2 separate regions of the Hordeum vulgare genome follow, and region 1 is linked to region 2. Evidence: chromatin contacts called from public Hi-C data. All regions are on one chromosome and are shown on one strand. The core of a region is the stretch at or near the end of the contact, and the rest is flanking DNA. Distances in the headings are between cores, read along the strand shown.

What was found. A called contact is a pair of places that touch in the nucleus more often than the background predicts.
Region 1: a contact with region 2 is called in a Hi-C map of leaf, with 5 times the contacts expected there. The contact joins the enhancer-like site here to the promoter of LOC123413358 in region 2. A contact is called at or near these places in 2 of 6 Hi-C or Micro-C datasets (both in leaf) and 1 of 1 datasets of contacts at active chromatin or transcription factors (embryo).

What each region holds. Positions count from the first base shown.
Region 1 is chr7H:184,685,178-184,688,138 of MorexV3_pseudomolecules_assembly, forward strand. It overlaps LOC123407326 (ranBP2-type zinc finger protein At1g67325), which reads right to left. Exons shown (of 10, transcript XM_045100436.1): 10 at 1,864-2,481. The coding sequence ends at 2,455. Among protein-coding and RNA genes, the nearest start is that of LOC123407326, 5.3 kb to the right of the region's middle. Within about 2 kb of position 1,449, at least 3 of the 3 cell types and tissues checked have open chromatin away from gene starts, as enhancers often do. A contact at or near this core is called in leaf, where this site is marked.
Region 2 is chr7H:184,511,420-184,514,302 of MorexV3_pseudomolecules_assembly, forward strand. It overlaps LOC123413358, which reads left to right and starts at 1,515. Exons shown (of 6, transcript XM_045106299.1): 1 at 1,515-2,241; 2 at 2,358-2,403. The coding sequence starts at 1,735.

The DNA of each region.
Region 1 (2,961 bases), core at 199-2,698, 170 kb after region 2:
ATGCTATGGTTGGGTTTGCCTTAATGATTTCTAATAGTTGCAGACGCTTGCTAGAGGTCCAATCAGAAGTGCATATGATCCAAGTATGGAAAGTGTGTTAGCGTATGCTTCTCCCTCATTGCACATAATAAGTATCTATCATGTTATATTCAATTGTCTATGGACAATATTTTCTTGCGTTACACAAAATGCTTTCTAGTACTAAACAACCTTAAAATTTTATTTACTTGCTCTTTATTTTTCCGCAAAATAGTTTCATATTTGTTCTAGGTAAACTAAGCATTTGTGCGCGTAGAGTTGTATCGATGGTCGATAGAACTTGAGAGAATATTAATTCTATCTTTAGCTCTTCATTGGATTCGACAGTCTTACTTATCGAAAAAGACTACAAACGATCCCCTACACTTATGGGTTATCAATAGGTATTGTGTCATTTGAATGCATAGAAAGACGATGTCTCTACGAATTTCTCCATTTCTTTGCTAGAGCGTTATTCTTTTTAACGAGAGTCTCATCCCGTCTATATGTTTTTTTACATGAGTTGTTTCCAACAATAGTTTTCACATTGACGTATCTTTTCTTCATGAGGAATTGGGAACAGTTGTGTAAAAATATGTTGGTTACTTCAACTAGGATTGAACTCTTTCCTTCGGCCTCACGTGAGGCGGCTAGGGCACTCTCCCCTCCAAGCTTCGCCTTCCAGCCCGCGGATCCACCTCCTCGTTGTGTGCCACTCATGAGGCCGGTGATGGGGAGGGGATCTCAACGCCTCATTTCCGGCTAGTAGTTTAGGAGGGAGGGGGTCTTAAAGTGGTGGTGCTTTGGCGGATGACGGCGTTTCATGTTCGAGCTAATCTTTCGGGCTTCGATCCTTCTCAACTTTATTCGTCGGGAAAGAGCCATCGGAGCTCTGGTGTAGATTCATGCAACCTCCTTAGAGTGGTAAGGTTAAGGTTTTTTGTCATGTTTATGTGACGGCGAGATTTGATGGTAGGCGCTTCAAGTCAAATTAAGGGTTCAACATCGACGACCGCAACTATGGGTGTTGATCCTTATGGGCATGTGAACGAAGACTTCATGGCTATCATCGACAAGATCAGATCAGCTCCGTTAGCAGAGAGACGACAGCGACATGTCAATGCCTCGTCCTCGCGACGGTAATGGTCGTTCGGTGCTCCAGATCCTCTACGTAATTATTATTATTATTGAGGGTGTTTTGTAGAACCTTTGTAATATATCCAGGGCCTTCTCCCAAATATATATATATACATGTGAAGAGATTGAAATACGAGAGATCGCCGAATACAGGTGCGAGTAATGCACGTGCTTTCTTCGGCGTGCGACGGACGCATCAGGTACATCTGGGGATGTCCATTGTCTAGCACAGTCAGACCTCACGCCGCACGCACACACGCATGGCGCGGAGCCCACGTCGCGTGTACGTTTGGCATGGATAGTTGGCCGCTTGTATGCCACTGCGCCCGCGCACCACGTCAGAGATATCTCTTTGCGCCGCGCGGAAGTATCGCACCGATTTCCATTTTTCTTTTATTATATTATAAACCGATTTCCATTTTTCTTTTATTATATTGCACCGATTTAGCGCCGTACGCGGCGCGGCGGCTAACTACCCCCGACCGTGATGGTATTCATGTGTCGACGATTTGATTAGCAGCGTGCCTTTTGGGGGGGCAACTATTGGCGTGTGTGCTTTTTCCGTCAAATAGATTCACCAAAATCGACGTGATATTCGTATAAGCTTTCGTTGTAATATTTGGCCGAATGGTTATAACGATATTAACCAACCAATATGGGAACATCGTTGTTCCAAGAAATACAATGTAGCAGAATGAATAGTTTACATCAGATTCAAACGAATATATAATCGATTGCAAAATCAACAAAGCCAACCAATCCTCTCGTAAAATAGTAAAGAAAGTTGCAAGAATGTGAACAAAAGTGGAAGCACACAAACAAATCTAAACCAAGCTGTGCCAAGATGGCTGTGAGCAACACCGTCGATTGCCTGACAGAGTATTGGTCCACACAGTACAAACGTTTTCCAAGAAAAGTGAAATGGTTACTTGTCATCTTGTAAACTACTCTCTTGCAACTCATTGAGAGCTGCCATTCGCAAGGCATGCGAACTCGTCGGTACCGGTAGTCCAGCAGCATGGCCCGGAAGATCCTTCTCGATTAGAACACAGTTGTCTTCAAAGTCGTGTGAAAGTTGCAGCTTTGATAAAAGCTTTCCCGTATTACATGCCAAAAACTAATTTCAATGGCAGCCAGTCAGTCAAAGAGCACCAATCCAACCAAGCATGCCACGTTATGCACACTCCACAATGCGATTATGCACAACTCACTGTTCCATCATGTATCATCTCTGCTACGCTCCAGAGAACATGGTAGCATATGAACATTACAGGATAATGGTGAGCTCTAGGGAGTCCATTAGAAAGCAACATGCCTAGCTTCAACCTTTATTTCACGAAAAATGGCAGATGGCATGTATCAATTATTATTATTATTATTAACCATCAAGGAAAATTGATAAGTACTAGGACAGACTAAGTTACGGATCAAAAATTGTTTTACTCCCCCCGTCCCACAATGTAGGCGTTTTTGCAAGCTTGGGACAGTGGGAGTAGCAGTTCCCCCTCGTAAATGTATTACCAAAATGATGGAAATCAAGGTAAACAGGCCATGGTCTGAACAGATATGCCTAAAAAAATGTTTAGCTAGTCATTTCACCAATACAACAAAAGGGGGAGGTTAATCTTCCAGTGATAACGAGGATATGTAGTGGAATTAGCCATGGCGAGTTCGATGTATCTTATTTGTAGACCAACTATCAATTTATTTGTAGACCAACTATCAATTTATTTGTAGACCAACTATCAATTTATGACCAACTATCAATTTATTATGATCAATTTATTGAAGCAAGTCTGATGAACA
Region 2 (2,883 bases), core at 265-2,764:
GGGATCTTGTGGAGACAGAAGCTTGCGGCGACGGAAAAGTATTTTCATGGCTCTCTCTGGTGGTTCTGGTTTTTTAGGGAATTTATAGGCGAAAGAAGTAGGGCAAAAGAGCCACGTGGGGCCCACAAGCCTGCTAGGCGCGCCCCCAGGCCGCGGCTAGGGGGCTTGTGACCTCCCCCGAGATCCTTTGCCTTGGTTCTCAAGTTCCCTGCGTATCTTCTGTTATGGAAAAAATCATCCCGCAGGTTTTATTCCGTTTGGACTCCGTTTAATATTCTTCTCTAAAAAAGGTCAAAAACACGGAAAAAATAGAAACTGGCACTTGGCACTCAGTTAATAGGTTAGTCCCCAAAAAGATATAAAATAGCATAATCATGCATATAAAACATCAAAAGTTGACAAGATAATAGCATGGAACCATAAAAAATTATAGATACGTTGGAGACGTATCAAGGCCTCTTATCTTCTCACTCTCCAATAGCATGTAGAAGAGAGACCCTTATAAAAGGGTCCAACTTCTTCTCCACTAGCGGGATGAGACTAAACTTTCCACCACCATGTTGTCATGCCACCACCTACATGGGCCCATCACAGATTTCAACATGTAGCACGTGTTGAAATATATTGCCCGCCGCTCTTCATCAGTTCAGGCTTTTAGAGAAACTGAATGGAGCATGAATTCAATATGGTATCAGAGCCAAAAGGTCTTGAGTTTAAAGTTTTACCAACATGGTATTAAAAATAAACGATTATATGGCCTACATCGATCCCACGTGCATGAGATGACATGTGTTTAAAAGGGATTGTGTGGATAATTCCGAATATTAATTCTGAAAGAATTATAATCAGTGGAGATTGAATATGTAGGAGGTATATATGATTGGTTTTGGCTCGTGTGGAGCTGCGAAAGTTCAAAGAAAATAAATTGCAACTTCTCTCGCTCACGCATCCAATTGCATATGATCAATAACGAAGGTAGAGGGTGGCCAGGGTGGGCCATGGCCTATCCTGAGATTTGGAAACAACTTTTATATCATAGAAAAAAACTAAAAAGTAAATATATATATATATATATATATATATATATATATATATATATATATATATATATATATATATGTGGTAACACTGTTGACTCGCCCTGGTCAGTGGACTAGATCCGCCACTGCATGTGAATACAGAGTTGACTAAGAAAAGAGAAGAAGTAAATGGTTGAGGTTACCTAAAAAAAGTTAAGGTTTTACTTATAATATACTTTCTCCATTTTAAAATAAGTGTCAGCACTTATTTTAGAACCAAGGGCGTAGTACTTTCTATGTAAAAAAATTATAAAACCGATAGCTAATAATTAAGAGAGTACGAAATTGCTGGTACCAAAATTCCATACAAAAATTGAGAGAAAACTGTCCAAACTGGCCTGGAAAATTTCCGGCTCTGACAGATGGACATGAGCCCGGTACGAAGTTGACAGCGGAGCATGTCAGGAACCACACACTCACGCCCATGTCTAGTTGTGTACGACGGCTGCGGGTGATTGGCAGAGACCAGAGACCGAGTTCGGTGTAGGCGCAAAAACGATAAGCTCCATCAGTGGCTGGCTCCGCTCTGCCTCTCTCTCTCTCTCTCTCTCTCTCTCTCTCTCTCTCTCTCTCTTCCCTGAGCTCTCTGTCACTCCATGAGTCCATGTCCATGCACAGGTAAAGCTGCCGCGTCCTAGAAGATCCAGGCGATGGGATGAGGCCCACTGCGGCAGCAACCGGACCTTCCTTCTTCCTCCCCAGATGCCAGTCGGTCCCGGCCCCGGCATCATCAAGGGCGGCAGGAGTAGCAGCAGCTGCCGATCCATGCAAGCCGCCCAACAAGGCGATCCGGTCATGGCGAGCCGCGTCGGCAGGCAGCAACGGCGGCGACGAGCGCGGCCAGTCCGTGTCGACGGTGGCGACGACACCGTCGGGAAGGCGGGCCCGGCTGTCGGCGAGGCGGCGGGAGAGCATCAGGCTCCTGGACGCGCTGCCGGACCAGGGCGGCATCGGCGAGTTCCTGCGGCACCCCGCCGGCGTGGAGTCCCTGCTCAACACCCGGGCGCTGCAGAGCTTCGCGCCGGTGGAGTCGGAGTCGGACGGCACCTTCAGGTGCACGCTGCACCCCATGGGCTTCCTCGGCTTCCAGGTCGCACCGGTCCTGGACCTCCGCGTCACCCCGACCCGCGACGACTGCACCGTCGAGATGCTCTCCTGCAGGGTACTAACACACACATGCTTCATTCCATGGACCTATTCTCCCTGTCCCTGTGACTGATACATACAGATGAAAATGAATTGTTTGCTGAACCGTGTTCGATTTGCCTTTGGTGACAGTTTGAGGGTTCGGACTCCATCGAGCAGCAGAATGAGCTCTTTTCAGGTCATCACTCATCAGCCCATGCTTAGCTAACATTCTTCGCAAGCATTTTATCTCTGTCAGGCTGCATGCATCGTTCAGATGCAGAGGCCGGGCTAATCTTCCTTTTCTATTTTTTTTTAATCTCTACCAGTGGTGGAATGGTTGCATCAGTTATTCAGTTAGTTTATGTTCTGCTCATAGTTTCACCCTCGCAGCATAAGGTTTTTGCTTTAACATTTGAGTATACCTGCCCAATAGATTTTTTTTTTAGAAAAAGAGTGTTACCTCCGGCCTCTGCATCAGCACGATGCATACGGTCCTTTTATTAAAATAAACAAACGGATGTCGGTTCATAGTTTCCAACAAAGCAGTAAAGAATAAATAGTAGATCAAAAGGTGCCACAACCGGTAAAACAGGCCTAGATGCCTAACCATCTATCCTATTACTGGACCGCCATCTAAACCGGTTGAAGATATCCCGCGCTACCATCTCTCATCGGA